Linked DNA regions of Mus musculus: all the other regions are linked to region 1. The links are chromatin contacts, called in public promoter capture Hi-C maps. All regions are on one chromosome and are shown on one strand. The core of a region is the stretch at or near the end of the contact, and the rest is flanking DNA. Distances in the headings are between cores, read along the strand shown.

Region 1 (4,429 bases), core at 1,099-3,598:
AGCCAGGCAGCAGCTACAGGAGTTATCATCTGTGTCTTTTACCATGATTTGATTTGTGTTCTCAAAGCAAGTGTGCCCTTTGGTTCTGCAGAGCAGGCCCACTTCCTGTCCCTGAGCCCATCTTCATTTCTAGAGGGCTGACCCTGAGCACTCCAGAGTGCTTGCAGAGTTTGAGAAATGTGAACATGCTGTGGGGCTGAGCCTCTGCTATATCACCGTGAGCTGTAGGATCAGCTGGCTGGCTGGGTTGGTGAGTGCCTACCTTGAGGTCTCATGAAAGCTCCTGGAGCTGTGTGGTTGTCTTTGGTGCTGTTAACCCTTGGCTCCATTTGACCATCAATCTGAGCAATGAGCAAAGCAATATCATATCCATGTTTATGTCCCTCCTCCTTCCCTTGCTCCTCCTCTGGAGAAGCACTAATTACACAGGGGATAGCAAAGTAGCACTTTACAAATGGCCATGGCGTTCATCCCAAGAGCCACCAGCTCTTCTTACCATACCACTTCCTAACTCCTGTAAGGATGAGCCCAGTTAGTAAGGATGTTGGTAATCAGCAGAGACCATTCTCAAGGGTAGGTGTTCTGCAGCCCCGAATCAAATCATGTGAAAACCCCTTAAATGATCATTGGTTCTCAACCTGTGCCAGCATACTGCCTCTCTGTCTCCCAAATCAGAGCTCAAGCCAAATTCTTCTATCCTCTTTCCCTCTTGCATTAACCTTTGCTGATCCTCAGGGACCACTCCCCCAGCACTTTTGTGTTTGGGTGAGGGATGTTGGACAGAGCCCATTTTTATGTGCTGCAGGTTGGGGGTTGTGCTAACACTTTTGCTCTTGGTTGATGGACAAGATAGAGGCCAGGGAGTGAATAACAGTGAGAAGAGGAATGGCAGGTGCCTGTTTCATAGTCAGTGAGTGTGAAAGTTAGGCATAATAATGGCATCTCCCCACTTTAGGGTTCTCAAATACTTTGGACATCTCTTTCCTTAGAGCCAGGTAGATGTCTTACAGGTGAACTCGATGATGTGGAAAAGAACAAAAAAAGGGAGGTGAGGGAAAGGCTTGGGGTTTTGCGTGTTTGCATGAGTGTGTGTAGCTTCATGCTTTGGGAGTTGGCAAGAGGAAGAGGGAGGGAAGGGGAGCAAGCAAATCCAGGTCTTTTCTTGTACCAGTGGAACCTGCTCTGAATCTCCCAAGTCCTCCACTGTGAATTGGGCTGGGTGGGGGGGTGCAGGGGAATAAATCTTGTATGAGAACAATCTTTTAAGAGACTGCTGTTTCGTTGTGTACTTCCTTGATAAGTCTTCTCATTAATCTGATAATAGCTAATCTGGTGTGGTGATCCTCAGAAGAGGAAGCCCAGGTGGATGTCAGGGACCCTCCTGCCCTTTCTGTTTTTCCCTCTTGAGGCCACGTCTCCCCCCTACAACCAAGACATAAATATAACTAATACCTTGCGGGCATTTGTCAATTGTTATTTTTTTTCTCTTTTAGATTTATCTTTTTGTTTGTTTTTTTAGACAGGGTTTCTCTGTGTAACCCTGACTGTCCTGGAACTCACTCTGTAGACCAGGCTGGCCTCGAACTCAGAAATCCGCCTGCCTCTGCCTCCCAAGTGCTGGGATTAAAGGCGTGCGCCACCTCGCCGGGCTCTGAATAATGGCTTAATGAAGTTTTAGGTTGAAGGACTGAAAAATTAATACTGTGCCCTTCCACTGAGCTGCAAGGACAGCTGCTCTTTGACCGTCAGCAGACCTCAGAAACTAGAAATATTTATTTCAGGCTCCTCCGGACTGGCCACTGTGGTCAGGAATGGAAAGCACCTGCCAGGTGTGGCAGCTCATAACTGGAGACTTCAAGCTTTGTGGCTTGAGTAGCCCCCATTCCTAACCGTCTTTCTTGGGCGTTCAAATGACACTAGGTGTCGAGCGCCCCCTACATGCGACACGAAAATCGTTGGTGTCCTTGGCGTTCACAGCCACCCTCTGACAAAAGTACCTACAGGTCCTTTATACGTGAGAAAACTAGTCCCACTCCTGTGGAGGACTAGCTCTGTGCACCCTTGAGCGGCGTGGTAGATGACCCGGCTCCCACACCACGCGGGTTTAGCTCAAGGTCACGAGTGCTCAAACTCGGCCTAACAGGGTCTGGCGGCTTATAGAAAGGACCGCTCACCACAGGCAGCACTGCGGGCCCAGGAGGCGGCCGCTGACCTGTCACTAAGGCCGGGGACTGCGACTTCTTGACAGCCGCTACTAGGGCTACGGGGTCCCGGAAGGTCCGGGTACTCTTCCGGCAGGCTTCTTCCTTAGCCAATCAGCGTTAAGGTCCCGCCTCCTCACCGGAAGGAGGCGTTTCCCGGAGCAACCGACCAGTCCAGCTCTCGAGTTTGGTGGCGGGAAAGGCCATGAGTAAAAGCCGGGCCGAGGCTGCGGCTGGAGGTAACGGCAAAGCCCGCAAGACCCGGGAGGGGAATAGGAGAGGGGGTCGGAGGTGACCCCCATATCCTACCTCGTCTCCCGCAGCCCCCGGGATCATCCTGAGGTACCTGCAAGAACAAAACCGGCCCTACAGCGCCCAGGACGTGTTCGGAAACCTACAGAAGGAACATGGACTGGGCAAGGCGGTGAGAACCCCCTTTGCGGGGGCTCCCTCCCCGCTGGACTCCCTTGTTAGCCTTGGGTCCTGCCTTCCTTGTCACAACAGAAATCTCCCCCGTCTGGGGTCGCGCTAATTGTTTCACCCTCTCCTCTGCTAGGCGGTAGTGAAGGCGCTGGATCAGCTGGCCCAGGAAGGCAAGATCAAAGAGAAGACCTACGGCAAGCAGAAAATTTATTTTGCCGATCAGGTGAGAACTCAGATTAACACTCACCTGAGAGCTTGTCTGAGTGAATCTCAGCATTTCGTGTGTTGAGGCATGCCGGGCAGTGGTGGCGCACGCCTTTAATTCCAGCACTTGGGAGGCAGAGGCAGGTGGATTTCTCAGTTCGAGGACAGCCAGGGCTACACAGAGAAACCTGTTTCGGGGAAAAAAAAAAAGTGTTGAGGCACCTCACAAAATAATCTAATCAGTGGTATGAAAGAGCTTCAGATACTCTTAAGTCAGTTGTACGCTGCACGCTGCCTTCATCAGTGTTCATTTGAGCTATGAACAAAGGAAGACCCTGACTCACAACTCCTAGTCTCGTTTCTGCTATCGTTTCCTGCCAAATCATTTTTCCTCTTCCTCTGCCCCACTACCCCAAACACATCAAATTTACATTCTCCTACCCAGACTTCTCTCTGGATAATTATTATCCAGATAATATTGAGTACCAGCATCGATATGGCCAATGTTGAATGCTTACTCTCTGCCCCCTAATTGGCTTTCTAGCATTTTTCTGTCAGGAAACCTCTCTTCTCAACCCAGAGATTAGAATGTAAGTCTTTGTCTCTCTTATTTATACACCTGATATGTGTGGCTATTTGTCAATTATATCTGATTACCCCCATCCACCCTCTTTTTTGAGATTAGCCCTCACTACGTGGCCCAGGCTAGCTCAATTTTATTTATTTATTTATTTTGCAGTTGTTAAATCTAACGTGTCATCACTGCTCTCAGTCAGACCCGCCTGTCTAAAATGATGTATTAAGGTTTAATCTTGGATGTTGTATCCTGAATGATCTATCTAAATGCAGATTGAGGCTGGCAAGATGGCTCAAGAGCTCCACTGTATTTTTAGACTTTCTAAAGCATTTGGTCTCACTTATTCTGCTCTACTTTGCCATTGAGCTGTATGCCCAGCCACTTAATTAATGTACAGATAGTCCCCCTGCCTCAGCCTTCCAGGTTGCTGGAGTGAGGAGCCTGTACCACTAGCCCCAGCATCCTCTCCCACTGTTGGGTTTAGGGGTCACCTACTGGTGCTTCCATATTTGAATGCCGCCTCCCCTGATGTGTATTTTTCTCTCTGTGCCTCATGGAATCAGCTATATTTCTCTTGGCTGGCAGAACCAGTTTGACACAGTGAGTGATGCGGACCTCCACGGCCTGGATGCCAGTATCGTGGCCCTCACTGCCAAGGTGCAGAGCTTACAGCAGAGCTGCCGACACATGGAGGCCGGTAAGACTGGGCCGTGGTTTGGAGGTCATAAATTGCTAACAGAATGGTTCCTTGACTGCAGCTAAGACCCCTTTGCCAGGTGCCTATGATGTTGCATTGAAAGAAACACAGAAGCCGGGCGTGGTAGCGCACGCCTTTAATCCCAGCACTCGGGAGGCGGAGGCAGAGGCAGGTGGATTTCTGAGTTCAAGGCCAGCCTGGTCTACAAAGTGAGTTCCAGGACAGCCAGGGCTATACAGAGAAATCCTGTATTGAAAAGCGGGAAAAAAAGAAAGAAAAGAAAGAGAGAGAGAGAAAGAGAAAGAAGGAAAGAAAGACTGACAGACA
Region 2 (4,614 bases), core at 880-3,379, 330 kb before region 1:
TTGTCTAACTACCCAAAAGAGAAAGAAACAAAAACATAGTCTATCTTTGTCATTCCTTTGTGAAGCCAATGAAGAAAGAAACCAGCTATAAATCCTGATTTGTTTCCATGACTACACCTGCCAAGTCTGTCACTCGCTGTCATCGTTACAGCATATTTGCTGGAATTAATCAAACAAGTTTATCAGCAAGACCAAATAAGTTCTGGGGCAAGGCAGGAAATAATATGTTTAATGTCCAGTACACATTGAGATAAAGTTGAAGGTAATTGGGAGAGACTGGTGAGATAGCTAACTTGGTAGTGTGCCTGCCTCGAGTGTACTAGGTTCTGGGTTCAAACCCAAGCACTGACTAACTCCGGTTGGTCCACCTGCCTATAATCTCAGTATCCAGAAGATGGAGGTGGGATGAGGAGAAATTCAAGGTTAGGAACACCAAGCCTGATGGCTTGTGCTTGATGTCTCGAACTCACATTCTAAGGAGAGAACTAACTCCTAAAAGCTGTCCTCTGACCTCCACAAGTAGGCTGTGACACCAGCACTGTGCTCCTACACACACACACACACACACACACACACACACTAAAACCCAAAAAAACTTCAAGATGATTCTATAGCAAGTTCTGGGTCAGAGAGCCTGTCTTTTAAAAAAAATCAATAATAATAATTTTCAAGAGCTGAGGACATAGCTTAATTGGTGACAGAGTGCTTGTCTACAACATGCAACTTCCTGGGTGCCACCCCCAAGACTGTTCCCTTTGCCCCCCCCAAAGCAGAAAAAATATATCATTTTGCCCAAAGAATGTACTTAACAATACAGCTGCTTAATTGGCAGAGCGAGGACAATTTTTTTATGTCATTACCTTGACAATTTTTTCTGAAAGTGACAATAAAAAATAGAGACAGTACCATCTCTGCCCAGGACCTTCCATGGCATTCAATACTGGACAGGGCCTGGCCACTTTTTAAGTCTGTTGACTTGTGGTTGACTGCTCCTTGTGCAAGGGTATATGGGTATGAGAAGGAAGGAACTGGAAACACTTCAGATCAGCATAAGTCACTATCTCCTACCAATAAGTTTTCTTGGCTAAACCATTTTGAGTGGGAAGAAAGCCACATGTGGACTGCAATCTGCACAACAGGAAGCGGAAAAGGCGGCCTGTCTCAAAACTTCCAGCTTCCAGACGTTCAAAGTTTGTAAGGAATCTTCCCGCGTTGTGGTTTACAGAATTTCCTTGCTTCTTCGGTGTACTGAAGAACGCACTGGTCAGTCAGAAGGCCCCGTTCAGAGAACCCCGTTATTAACCAGGATGGCAGAGCAGTCTGAAAACACTGTCAGGACATCCTTATAGTCAGGTGTGTTTCTTTCCACTGCCAAGGGATGGTGTCTGTTCACCAAAGCCGTCACTGAGATAAGACAGCATAAAGATCACAGCCTATCTATATGCCAAAAAAAGCACGGGGCATTAATTTCAATTTCCATGGATTCCAATTCACTTCCCTTTCACTTAACACTTCTCCCGTTCCCAATGTTCATTCTATCAATAAGTGCTCAGGGTATATACTTCAGGGTAGAGAGAGTGACACAAATACACACTCAAGTACCTCAAAGTCGACAGAGGCAGCACGGCTTCCATTACCAACTGCCTTTTCAATACTCTTTAAGGCTCGCCATATGTCTTTCTGCATCTTCCTGACTCTTCTCTCTATCTTGCATACACGTGCCTATAGTACTTCCAGCTCGGTCGCTCCTCACCCTTTCTACCTCGGTCCGTGTCAGCATCACCACCCACAAACTCCCCGCCTGCATCATCTTCATCCGCATCCGGAACTAGCGGCAGACACTCACCTGGTCCTCACCCCGCACCCGTGGCCGGTCCCCCGGCAGCACATCGCTTTCGTCACCGCCACAAGGGTCTGCCAGCCCCTCGTAACCCAGGACGTGAGGACAGCCGCGGAAGGCAAAGTCTTCGAGCTCGCGCAGGAGACGCTGCTGCTCCGCCGGCGCCCCGCGCACTACCTGGCGCAGACGGAACTGCACCTGCGCGAAGTGCGAGGACAGCGCGAGCAGGGCCGAATCCAGCTGCCGCCGCTCGGCTTCCAGCCGCCTCAGCGTGCGGACAGTCGCGTCGGATGGAGAGCCCGGAGCCGCTCCAGGCTCTTCGGCTGCCGCCGCCTCCGAGAACGTCGCCGCCCCAGGACCGGCCTCGGCCACTGCCCCCACGGGAGCCCAGCGCACAGTCTCGCATGGTGGCAGCGACTCCTCCTCCTCTTCTTCTTCTTCCTCGTCCTTCGCCTTAGGCCCGACAGCGGTCACCACAGTTCCTAGCTCCGTAGCCACTTCCACCGTCGCCATCTTCCCGGAAACGCCGCCCGCACGTCAGTGGCGCCCCCTTGCTGCCATGGCAACGGGCTCTGGCAGGGAAGCCTGGACGAGTGGTGGGCGGGTCTTGCACTCCTCCAATCTCGGGAGGGCCCGCCCCCTCGGGACTTTAATGCATTTTGTGAATTAGACACTTTGAGTTGGAGGAACAAGTGAATGAAACCGAGAACAAGTAACTTCCTGCATATAGGGGCTAGAGTAGCCCTTTCCCTGGATAGAGAGTAGATATTGTATTTCTGATATGTTTATTTCTGGAGACCCCGAGATGTAGAAAACGCTCCCGGTGTCCTTCTGGAGTCCAAATCACTCTTGCTGTCAAGCCAACTTTCTTTCCCTCCCTCGCAACCCTTCCTCCTACCATATAAGGAGAGGCAGCTGCTAGGAGCCTCCTAGAATCTAAAGATAGAGGCCTTTTCTTGGGACTCCAAAAGCCACGGGGCAGCTGGAGTCACCATGGAACGGTGAGTTTCAGGCCGCCATCATACAGGTCCTACATATTCCCCTGTCCGTTTTCCTGCAGATTTCCTCTCCCACATTTGTAGAAGCCGCTGAGTCTGCCCACCAGCACCCCAGACTCCACGTCTCTGTGACTGTGGGTGAGAGGGGGTGGTGAGATCTGAACGTATTTTCTAACTCCTTACTTCCCTTGGCTCTCTGGGTTTATTCTCGCCACCTCTGCCCACTCCCACTACTCCCCTCTGTCTGGTTCAGTGGCACCACGTACGACTCTACTGTCTCCTCCCTCCACCTTTCCATATTGCCTTCAGTCTTGCCCACCCCTACCAAGCCCCACCTCCAACCTCTTCAGGCAGCCTGCCCGGACTCTGTGGTACGACAGACCCAAATATGTTTTCATGGAGTTTTGCGTTGAGGACAGCACCGACGTCAGTGTGCTCATTGAGGACCACCGCGTCGTGTTCAGGTAGTAGTCTTCCCCTGTGGACTGGCCTGGGGTCTCAAGAACCGTTCCTATCCTCCTGGTGTCTCAAGAACTTATCCTGTCACTTCCTATGTCTCTTTACTGTAACTTTAGCTGCAGGAATGGTGATGGAGTGGAGCTGTATAACGAGATTGAATTCTATGCCAAGGTGAACTCCAAGGTGAGGGCAGGGTAAGGATAGTCATATCTGAACAAGAAAGGCTGGCCAAGCAAGGAGACTGGAAGTTTATCCTAAAAATAAGGCTATCTGTCTGACAGGACTCCCAGGATAAGCGTTCTGGTCGCTCCATTACTTGCTTTGTGAGGAAATGGAAGGAGAAGGTGGCCTGGCCTAGGCTCACAAAGGAGGATATAAAGGTGAGTGTGTGTGCAGGAGTGGTCTACTCCTGTGCTCTCCCTTCATCTGAGCATTCTCTCTGTGCACCCAAGCATCAGAGTTATATCTGGAGCTGTGTTTGGCTTCTTTCCAGTCACTATTTTAGGGAGTCCTCTGGGTCGTGTGTATTTGATATTCTATTTATTCTGAAATCTATATATTTCCTCCTAGTCTAGACAGCAACCACCAGGGTTTGTTGGGGGAAGTAGGTTTTTGTCTGTTCGCTTTTGTTTTTGAGTCAAGCTCTTTTGTTGTTGCTCAGGCTGGCCTTGAACTTGCCATCCCTCTGCCTCAGCCTCCTGAACATTGATATTGCAAGCATGTGTATGACATTACAGGTATTATTATCGTTGCCTATTTTCTGTCTCATTTCTTTTTTGTTTGTTTGTTTTAAAGATTTATTTTATTTATATGAGTACACTGTAGCTGTCTTCATAAACACCAGAAGAGGGCATCTGATCTCATTACAGATGGTTGTGAACCACCATGTGGTTACGGGGAATTGAACTCAGGACCTTCAAAAGAGCAGCCAGTGCTCTTAACCGCTGAGCCATCTCTCCAGCCCTTCTGTCTCATTTCTTAGCCACTCTTTCCATCGCTTTCAGTGGGCTCTGTTAAACATAACCTTGACTTTGTCTTTCTCACACTTAAGACCCTTTGATAGCAGCTACTCCTCTAAAAGCTGAAAGTTGGCCATCTGCTAACTGAATCTTGATTTTACATTTATTTAGTAGGGTTTTTTTTCACAGTTAAAAATTATTCTGGACATATGACTGTTAAGAGCACTGGTTGCTCTTGTAGAACCTAAGTTCAATGGGCAGTTCCCACTGTGGTGGCCCACAACCATCTGTAACTTGAGTTCGAAGAGAGCTAACACCTTCTTCTGTCTTCATGGGCACATGGTACACACAGATACAT
Region 3 (5,046 bases), core at 1,110-3,609, 490 kb before region 1:
GATGAAAACCAATGGAAAAAAACCAAACAAACCGGGAGATCTAAAGAGGGGAGACAGGTAAGGCAGCCCCTAAGGGATGTATGAAGCTCACGTGCGTCTGGGCTTCAGCCTTTGGTCTCCATAAGGGATGAGAGCAACCAGCTGCTTCTCTTGCTCTGCAGAGGGAGAGAGAGAGAGAGAGAGAAAGAGAGAGAGAATGCCAAGGAGTGCCCATGACAAACATTTCCTGTGCCAGCCTCCCTCAAGCGCCCCTCCACTCCATCTTGCAGTGCCAGGAGCACGATGCCTCTGTCCCATGGCAGGATTGGGAGCACTGTCAAAATTGAAGTTGACAGCCCAGCTTTCAGCTCGGAGAGGAATGGGACTTCCATAACCAGGTATGAGACACACTGAGTCACTACAAAGTCAGAGGTGGCCCTGTTCCTTTGGAGAGGTCCTTTTTTTTTTCCGAGACAGGGTTTCTCTGTATAGCCCTGGCTGTCCTGGAACTCATTTTGTAGACCAGGCTGGCCTTGAACTCAGAAATCCGCCTGCCCCTGCCTCCCGAGTGCTGGGATTAAAGGTGTGCGCCACCACGCTTGGCTTGAAAAGGTCATTTTTAACTTCCCAAATCCCAAGACACTGGCTTGAGGAACAGACAGACACGAAACTTTCCTCTAGGAGCTGGGGAATAGAACCACAGCAGGACCTGGGTCCTTCTTGGCCAGCCTGAGACTGCATACGTAGGAGAGGTCTACCTACTCCAGGAGATGTGGAGGGGCAGATCCGGATCGCTCCCTGGTTTCTAGAGTATTTCCAGAGCCTTGGGCTACTCACCTTGGGGGATCTCCCCATTGCCTTGGCAGGTAGGACAAGTCACAAAGCTGGAACTAGCAGCCTTTTCATAAGGCATACAGGAGTGTGCTGGCTTGCTGCTACCAGTGCTGAAGTAGTTGGCAGCCTGGCTGGCCATGGCTGGGTTATCAGGTAGGATAGGCTTGTCCTCATCCTTCCGAGAGGTGAGCTGGGAGACTGCCTTACCCATAGTCCAGCGGAATTTTTCACTAATGAGAAATAAAACAAGGTTCAGAGCTATTAACCTGTTAGCACTGATGTGAGGTTTTAAGTTTTTAAGATTGCCAAGAAGCCCTACCATTATCTAAGAAGCTTTTGCTTAGGGAAGAACAGTTTGGGAGGTGCCTTGGAACTCTTTTTTTTTTTTTTTTAAGTAAGAGTTCAATTCAGAGGAAATCAAAGAAAAGCAGAAGTTATTTCACTTTAAGGGATTTCTGCAAGTGAATGTAGAATTTTTTTTTTTAAACCAGGAAAAGCTGAGCTGTCCTTTATTTTAAAGACAGGGAAGCTGGGTAGGACTAGGAGCGGGAAGCACAGCTTCCTATTATGGAAGGGTCCTTTTGTCTTTTCTAATCAAGTGATTACTCTGTAGAAATCCCAGAGCAGATAGGCCTGAAATCTGATTGGGAGTGTAGAAGGCAGGCTTCTTTCTATTCGGGAGTTTGGCTGGAAAAGCAGGGCTTAAGGGGTCAGAGTTGCGCACGCCTTTGATTCCAGCACTCGGGAGGCAGAGGCAGGCGGATTTCTGAGTTCGAGGCCAGCTTGGTCTACAGAGTGAGTTCCAGGACAGCCAGGGCTATACAGAGAAACCCTGTCTCGAAAAAACCAAAAAAAAAAAAAAAAAAAAAAAAAGAGCTGTGGCTAAGAAACCCTGTGAAACTGGACTGGGAGGGAGCCTTGATCCATTCATTGCTTTCTGAGACTTCGGAGTCTGTTCTTCCTAAGGCAAGGTCAAGGCCAAATCTGAACTTTGCCCCCAATCCCTGAGTAGTGGCTTGAATGACGCAGTAACTCCTTAGGATACTCACATCTTCCTGGGCTAAAATAAAGACCCTTACTCACCTGGTTTAGGTCTGGGATTCCAGGCTCTGCTCAGCTCCAAGATTGGGTTTTCTGGAATGCTCCTTTGGGGAGAAGGGCCTCTAGGGTAGGGTGGAGTTGAACAGCTCAATTCAGCGGAGACCAGAGAGAGTCAATGTGTTGAAAGTGGGGAGCAGGGACTCTTGTCTACCGGGAGGGTCAAGTCCTCTCTACTAGGGGATTCTGCTATGGTAGGCAAGGAAGGAAAAGGTAGGATTTCATCGAGGAAGGATTTTAAATCCCACCTCACTGGCCGTTAGTCAAATTTGGGCAACAACGTGTTGGGCGCTGAGTAAGCCCAAACGTCTCTGAATTCTTGCTTTGAAAAGGGTAAAGAGATGGGGTCCCAGGGACGCCTTACCAGGTGACAACGCCCTCAGCAAAATCGAAACTGCGGGAGCTGCACATTTAACACAAGCTCGGAGTCCAAGCCGGGCTCGGCCCCGCCCCTCGCTCCCGCCCCGCCCTCTCCTCCTGAGAGGCCACTGGAAGACACTTCCGGCTCTGCGAGTCTCACAGGACAAATGTTGCTATCGCCAGGACCAAACTAGTTCAGGTACGAGTTTCAAATAACACGTATTCACAATTCTTTTAAGTTGCTACGTGCAAGTACAACGGAACGAAAAACTGGACCTAGATGGACAGGTCCCTCCAAATATACCCAATTTCTCACATCATGGGGCTCTGCCTCTACCCCAAACCCCAGGAAAACATTTTAAACAATAAACAGCTTGGTTGGCTTGCAGTTTGAATTGTGGTTTATTTAGAAGCATTCAAGAGTTAGATTGTAAATAAACATATTATGAGTAATTAAGATCGCCATTTATTATAAATACCAACTAAGTTAAATAATACTATTTTAACTATCCCCTTTGAGCTGGAGTTCAGATACCTTTTCTCAAACATGAATAAAATCTTTAGTGTTGTGTTGCCTTTTCTTTCACCATCTGGACCCAAAGCTTCCCTTTATAAACTAAATGAGACCTAGAACTCTTGACAGAGCCTTCTTCCCATCTATTCTAATGGTAAACTAACCTTTCTGTGGGTTAGCCCCAAAGCATTACTTCCTGTTCTCGGCTTTCTAGGGCTGGATACCTCACAAGGGGATTCCACACATTCGGAAAGTCAGCAGCAGTTCTGTGTCCTTTCACCCACACCCGACCTTACTGAGATGAGTATTTGCACATGCTTGTCCTTCCAATCCACTGTGACAGTCAGTAAAAGGACGACTACTAACTTTCCCTTTCTGTAACAGGTGCCCCCCCCATAGGATTAGCAAAATATTTCACACTACCCAGGATTCTCCTTAAATAAAATTTATGCAAAATTACTTTGACAGACACTGCTCAGTGGGTGCTGTGGGTTAACCCGAATGCCTCCTGTCCTTCCAGGTTCCTGCTAGGCCTTCTGAAAGCAAAGTGTTCCTCATTTCTAAGTCTTTGAGGAACATGACTTTCTTGATCTGCTGTCTTTATGTAGCTATGAGGCTTGCGATTGGTTATAGAAACTAGGTGAATAATTCTTGGAAACATTCAAGGTTAATCTTTAAAAAACAAAAACCAAACTAATATTTAACAGCCCATTAAAAACATCCACATGAACCAAAGGAAAATACTCAATTTCAATACAAGCAGAAGGAAAAGCGATCTAAGGAAGTCCAAGTTACTCGCTTCCACGGACTACAGCGGCGAGAGTTCTGTCCAGCTGAGTTGAAAACTGTCTTCCTACCATTCATCCCATTTCTACAGTGAAAATTTAAGTTCTGGCCTTTGATTTGCTCCAAAAAATACTGTAACAGGTACTGTTTTGACAATTCAGAGACATAGATTCATCAGATTAAAAAGCAAGCAAGGGCTTCCACCCACACTCAATGACAGCAGAGAGACCACCTCTGAGCGGCAGGCAGTTATTTAATACAAGGTCAGTCCTCAATAGCGGTGGCTGTACCAGTCGTTGTTATTCACTTGAAGGAGCTCTGTCACAACCTGCAGGATATTGTAATTGTGTTTTCTCAGCAGCCTTAGGTTCAGCTGCCTGTCGCAGAATCCCATTTCAAAGAGATGGGCCATCAGGGCTGTGGTCTGATCTTCAGAAACGATGGGCTGTGCAGAGACAAGGAGACATTTTTCTATATAATTTGCTTCTTTGCAAATCTGTATTACACTGTCATCCTAGTGTTTCCTCCTTATTCAAAGTGTTGGGTGATCAGATGCAAGGGCACAACTTTCCTGTTTCCCTAACAAGTCAATGGGGTTGACAGTGCTGCTGACTATGTGTGTGCGTAACTGAAGGAGAGGGTGACAGAGGATGCTTCAGAGGACTTTCTGAAAGCAGCGCGCTCAGGCACAGTGGCTCACACCTGCGATTCCTGCTTGGAGGAAGAACATAGGTTTGGCTACAGAATGAGCCCTTGTATCCAAAACCCCAAACAAACAAAACCACCCATTCTTCAGCCAAGTAATAATTGAAGAGCAAGATGACGAGAAGCCTCGAAGACTTTAACATAAAATAGTGGTAATGAGCAAATATGAGCAAGAGAGACTTCCTGAGGATGGCTTGAGACAGAACCTCACCAGATAGCAAGTAAGATGGGCGTAGACTTGTGAAATTATATTTTGGGCAGTCTTTTTGACTTTTTACTCTCAAAACAGAAGTGATCTCATTAAGAGGAAGCTAACACCCGTTTACAGGAACAACCCCCCCCCCCCCCCCAACTCACAGAGATCTATCTGCCTCCCAAGTGCTGAGATTAAAGGATGGTACCATCACGTCTGGCACATTTTTTTCTCTTTACCATTACTACCTCAGAAATCTTTCCTCTCATTTGTACTGATAACATGTTTCACTGCTAGGCTTGCCAACCTTAAGTCTCTTTTATAAACACCACCTTCTGCCTAGTGTAGACATGTAGACTAATATTTACCTTCCTTCCCCCACGTAGCTAGCAAGGCATACTTGAATTGTCAAATTCCTCACCATTAGGTCACAGCTCTCTGCAGCATTTAGCACTGTCTACTGATCCCTTATAAACCTCCCCAAGTTGCAGCAGTGGCCCTGTTTCTTCTAAGTTCTGTTTTAGTAGAATCCTGTTGCTTTGATACTTAAAAGGCTGCTTCTGCCTTTTATTTTTCC
Region 4 (4,457 bases), core at 1,040-3,539, 300 kb after region 1:
AGTAGGGTATCTTGTCCAAATAATATGAAATTTTTTACATTCTCAGTGATGCTGATGACTAAGTTATCTTGAATGCTATTTAAAAATAAATACAGAAAGTTTGATAGAGTCGACCATCTCAGTACTTGGGCAGCCAGGACTACATAGAGAAACCCTGTCTCAGGAAGGAGGGGGGGCGAGGGAGAGAGAGAGAGAGGGAGAGAAAGAGAAAGGGAGAGAGAGGTGTTATGCATGTTGGAATCCAGCTGTGATTCTGGGTCCTCCATTTCCTCCCTCTCGGAGTATCCAGACACCACTGTATGCTGGGATTTATTCAGGATAGGCTTGTATGCATTGTATGCATACACACTTTATTCGGGGTGAACCAGGGCTGTGTATATGAACCTAGGAGAGTGGAAAGGGGTTCTTCTTAAAGTGAAATTACATTGGCTGAGGCTTGGGGGTACCTCATTTGCATGGAGAGGCATTCCTTGAATTTCACCATGGATTATGTGACCTCCCCCAGAGTATGGTTTGGGCTCCCCAGATCAGAAGAAGAGGAAGCCCTGCTTAGAGAAGGTTGTTTTTTTGTTTTGTTTTGTTTTGTTTTGTTTTGTTTTGTTTTGTTTTTTTGGTTTTGGTTTTTTGAGACAGGGTTTCTCTGTGTAGCCCTGGCTGTCCTGGAACTCACTTTGTAGACCAGGCTGGCCTCGAACTCAGAAATCCGCCTGCCTCTGCCTCCCGAGTGCTGGGATTAAAGGCGAGAGCCACCACGCCCGACTGGTTGTTCTTCATTTTACACCAAGCTCAGGGAAGCTGTCCGGACATGGTAGACTATATAACCTTAGTAGTGAGGTACAACAGACAGACAGACAGATGATAGGTAGTCCCCTGAACAGTCATGGTAATGCACTCCTGTAATCTTAGCCCTTGGGAGGTAGAGTCAGAAGGATCAGAAGTTCATGTTTATCCTGGCTATATATTAATTTCAAGTTCAAGGCCAGATTGGCCTGCATGAGACCTATCCCAAACTAAGAAAGGGGCTTGGGGGATGGCTTAGTAAAGTGCTTGCCATGCAAATATGGAGACATGAGTTTTTATATTTTATTTTATACATGTGAGAGTTTTGCCTACATGTATATGTGTGTAGCATGTTGTGCCTGTGGCCCATGAGGCCAGAAGAGAGCATCAGATCCCCTGGAACTGGGGTTACAGATGATTGTGAGCTGCCATGTGGGTGCTGCAAAAACAGCCAGTGCTCTTCATCACTTGAGCTATCTCTCCAGCCCCAATAATAAATTTTAAGAAGTGGAGAACTCATGAAAAAAGACACCTGAGGTTGACCTCTGACCTCCACCTATGTGCACATATGTGCTTCACCCTCACACACCCCCACAGGGAGGGGAGGAGGAAGGAAGCAGGAAGGTGAAGAGAGAGGAAGTCCCCTCTCCTGGCCATCTTGGTCACTGCCCTGTGTGGTGCGAGCACCAGACCACATCCCTCTGGCCCTAACTACCCTCGTACCTACTGACCAGCCAGCTGAATAGAATGAGAGGCAGTGTATTACAAGTTCATATTCTAACTGTTTCTCAATCAAGTTGCCAACTAGAAACTTTCCACTCCTCCATGCCAAGTTGCTTCACTGTGAGCTAGAGTTCTTGGCAGGTGTCAAGGACAAGCAAGTATTATACTTGGGGCTGCACATGTGTGCCCTCCCTCTGCTCACTTAGAAAGCCAGGCTTGTCTGTCTGACTGCTCTCTCTCTCTCTCTCTCTCTCTCTCACTCCCTTCTTCCCTCCCACTCCCTCCCTCCTTCCCTCCCTCCCTCCTTCTCTCTCTCTCTCTCTCTCTCTCTCTCTCTCTTTAAAATAGGGTCTCACATAGCCCAGGCTGACCTCAAACGCTATGCGGTAAAGAATGACCTAGAACTCCTGTACCTCTCTCTCTCCCAGGTGCTAAGGTCACAGGCGTGGGCCACCACACCTACCCATGTTTTCACTATCTAAAACTTCCAGTGAATCCAGACCATGAGCCAAAACTTGGTGGTACTTTGCTCTGATGCTATTTATTAGAACCAGAATCTGACCGCAGGGTCAGTAGCTCCCAAGCCAGCACAGGTAAGGCAGGGTGGCCCTGCAGCTGTGTCATGAATGAGGACGTTAAAGTAGAGCCTTGTGTGTCTCTCAGAACAGGACATCCTATGAATGTCTGAATATGCTCAGGTTTGGCAAGACAAACCCAACTCCTTCCAGCCACTGCTGCTTTCCTTTTGTGGCTTGAGAGAATCAAGCAAGCAACTGTTCTCTTAGAGGCTGGCTTCTCTCCCTCTCAGGGCAGGGTGCCATTTGCCGTGCCTGACAAGGTGCTGTGGCCGCAGCTGTGTGAAGCGCTCAACATGAAATTCAAGGCTGAAGTACAGAGCAACCGGGGCTTGACCAAGGAGAACCTCGTGTTCCTGGCACAGAAACTGTTCAACATCAGCAGCAACCACCTCGAGGACTACAACAGCATGTCCGTGTCCTGGTCCCAGTTCAACCGGGTGAGTGGCTGGCTGCCAGCCGCTCTTACTCCAACCTTTCCAAATGCCTGCCTCCTGGAGTTTCCCTGCCCTGGGCCCCTGTTCTTCCTATTTCTCATGAGCTCTACCCAAGGTCACAGAAACATCTGTGTAGATGGACAGTTTGAGGGTCAGGTCTCACATAGAGTGACATCTTTGCTTTGTGTCTGTGAGCTGGGCCCTGTGGGCACTTAATGCATTTCTTCCTCTATAAAGGAAACAGTGTAGGCTGGAGAGATGGCTCAGTGGTTAAGAGCACTGACTGCTCTTTCAGAGGTCCTGAGTTCAAACCCCAGCAACCACATGGTGGCTCACAGCCATCTGTAACAAGATCCGATGCCCTCTTCTGGAGTGTCTGAAGACAGCTACAGTGTGCTTACATATAATAAAAAAATTAAAAATAAAGGACACAGTGAAGCAAATGTAAGCCAAGCTCAGCACAGACTTCCGAGAAACCCTCAGGCCCCTGGAAGGGGGTACGGACAAAGGAAATGTTTCTTCAAGTCACAGCTTTGATTTTCAGTTAAACTTCTCCCTGCTCTGTCTGTAACCCAGAGACCCAGATGCCCTTAATTTAGAAAGCTCATGGTTTCTGAATGGTTCTGGACCCAATCGGCGGTCGTCAGAGGAGGTCAGGAAAACAGGCCTCGGTGGTCTACCTTTGCCATTGTGGTAAAGCCCCTGCCTCCCACAGAACCTGGTTACTGTACTTGGCTGATAATTACTAGGAATGTGTGTATGATGTCAGCCTCTGTGGCTTAGTGTGATCTAATTCAGGTCAGATCTATGAACCCACCCTGCATCTTGTTAAAAAGTGTAAGCTCTGATTCATAGCAGATCTAGGGCGAGCCTGGAAAAATGTGCATATCTCAGAATCTCCCAGGGGACACTGGTGCTGCTTGTCTCAGACCACAGAAATGGCCAGAGGCGAGACCACCAAATCTAGCAGGATCCCCTGGGGGTACCAGCTCTGTGGCTTTTATCCCTCCCTTCTCCCTTTCCCTCCTTGCTCTGTCCCTGAGACTGTAAGATGACTTGGTAACAGGCAGGCAGGCATGTTTGCATGCTTCTGACAGTGGAGACGTTTCTTTTCCATCTGAAGTGTCTGTACGTAGCCTGGGCTGCCCATCACAAAGCACAAGCCAGGGTTTGAAGCTTTTTGCTTTATTCAGAGCGCTGACAGTGTGGAAGTTGGAGCCAAATCTGCCTTCCCGTCTTTTCCTCGTGCATTTTTATAAAGAACCTGAAAGGGGGAAAAAAATCAATTCAGAGTCCAGTTTTATTCTTCTGGTGGCTGGGCCCCCAGAATTCAGTCTTAGGATTCTGGTAGATGGTCCTTAGAGTTCAGTCTTATCTCCCAGCATCTGGCTCTTGTCCCTAAGATTCCTGTTCCCCTCTTTGCCATCTTGCTATATGTGACGGGGCGGGGGAGGAGGAAATTCACATATATCAAGGCCTCTGAGTCTTATTTATTTTATTGTATTATTTTGTATGTGGGTGTTTTGCCCCCATGTTTCTCTGTGTACCACATGTATGCAGTGCCCTAGAACTGGAGTTATGGATGGTCGTGAACCATCATGTGGATGCTGGGGATTGAACCCCAGTCTGCTGCAAGAACAAGTGCTCTTAACTGCTGAGCCATCTCTCTAGCTCCAGGGCTGTTGCTTTTAGACACTGGGAGGACTCCACTTGAACTTGAGCCCACTGAGGTCGCTGGGTCTCTAGGGAAATGACTTAGCATCACATATGCCAAGGCCACTGAGTCTTGTGTGCCTCCTGGGTGACGTCTAGACTTAAAGTTAATTCAGAACAAGACAACCCTTCGCAGGCTGCATGTGGAAGGTGTTTGTATAAAGCCCAGGACAAGTGTCCCTTACAGCCAACTCTGAAGTGCTTCTGCCATATGCAGCTGATATTCTAA

What was found. Promoter capture Hi-C pulls out the DNA fragments that hold promoters and counts their contacts. Capture Hi-C pulls out chosen DNA fragments and counts their contacts.
Region 2: a contact with region 1 is called in a promoter capture Hi-C map of liver. The contact joins the promoter of Ptges3l here to the promoter of Psmc3ip in region 1. A contact is called at or near these places in 11 of 39 promoter capture datasets (the C10 cell line, the HPC-7 cell line, HPC-7-derived erythroid cells and 8 more), 3 of 484 Hi-C or Micro-C datasets (Th1 cells, liver and nephron progenitors), 2 of 115 datasets of contacts at active chromatin or transcription factors (the SCID.adh cell line and fetal liver) and 4 of 9 other capture datasets (adipose tissue, embryonic stem cells, liver and 1 more).
Region 3: a promoter capture Hi-C map of pancreatic islet shows a contact between it and region 1. The contact joins the promoter of Tmem106a here to the promoter of Psmc3ip in region 1. A contact is called at or near these places in 1 of 39 promoter capture datasets (liver), 2 of 115 datasets of contacts at active chromatin or transcription factors (bone marrow-derived macrophages and pancreatic cancer cells) and 1 of 9 other capture datasets (pancreatic islet).
Region 4: a promoter capture Hi-C map of liver shows a contact between it and region 1, with 2.2 times the contacts expected there. The contact joins the enhancer-like site here to the promoter of Psmc3ip in region 1. A contact is called at or near these places in 9 of 39 promoter capture datasets (3T3-L1-derived adipocytes, the C10 cell line, embryonic stem cells and 5 more), 1 of 15 datasets of contacts at CTCF or cohesin (the NIH/3T3 cell line), 1 of 484 Hi-C or Micro-C datasets (liver), 8 of 115 datasets of contacts at active chromatin or transcription factors (the 230-238 cell line, acute myeloid leukemia, bone marrow-derived macrophages and 5 more) and 3 of 9 other capture datasets (adipose tissue, embryonic stem cells and pancreatic islet).

The regions. Positions count from the first base shown.
Region 1 is chr11:101,093,354-101,097,782 of GRCm38.p6, reverse strand. Psmc3ip (proteasome (prosome, macropain) 26S subunit, ATPase 3, interacting protein) reads left to right here and starts at 2,348. Exons shown (of 8, transcript NM_008949.3): 1 at 2,348-2,440; 2 at 2,525-2,625; 3 at 2,758-2,847; 4 at 3,991-4,102. The coding sequence starts at 2,407. It overlaps Retreg3 (reticulophagy regulator family member 3), which reads left to right. Exons shown (of 9, transcript NM_026501.3): 9 at 1-1,461.
Region 2 is chr11:101,422,843-101,427,456 of GRCm38.p6, reverse strand. Ptges3l (prostaglandin E synthase 3 like) reads left to right here and starts at 2,129. Exons shown (of 7, transcript NM_001357574.1): 1 at 2,129-2,841; 2 at 3,189-3,302; 3 at 3,414-3,480; 4 at 3,579-3,677. The coding sequence starts at 2,834. It overlaps Rundc1 (RUN domain containing 1), which reads right to left and starts at 2,372. Exons shown (of 5, transcript NM_172566.4): 1 at 1,847-2,372. The coding sequence starts at 2,353.
Region 3 is chr11:101,579,555-101,584,600 of GRCm38.p6, reverse strand. Tmem106a (transmembrane protein 106A) reads right to left here and starts at 2,359. Exons shown (of 9, transcript NM_144830.3): 1 at 2,276-2,359; 2 at 1,897-1,976; 3 at 817-1,043; 4 at 92-155. The coding sequence starts at 1,024. It overlaps Nbr1 (NBR1, autophagy cargo receptor), which reads right to left. Exons shown (of 24, transcript NM_008676.3): 24 at 2,650-4,016. The coding sequence ends at 3,843.
Region 4 is chr11:100,788,808-100,793,264 of GRCm38.p6, reverse strand. It overlaps Stat5b (signal transducer and activator of transcription 5B), which reads left to right. Exons shown (of 19, transcript NM_001113563.2): 13 at 2,312-2,518. Among named protein-coding and RNA genes, the nearest start is that of Ghdc, 20 kb to the right of the region's middle. Within about 2 kb of position 2,289, at least 72 of the 459 cell types and tissues checked have an H3K27ac peak or open chromatin away from gene starts, as enhancers often do. A contact at or near this core is called in 3T3-L1-derived adipocytes, the NIH/3T3 cell line, adipose tissue and 1 more, where this site is marked.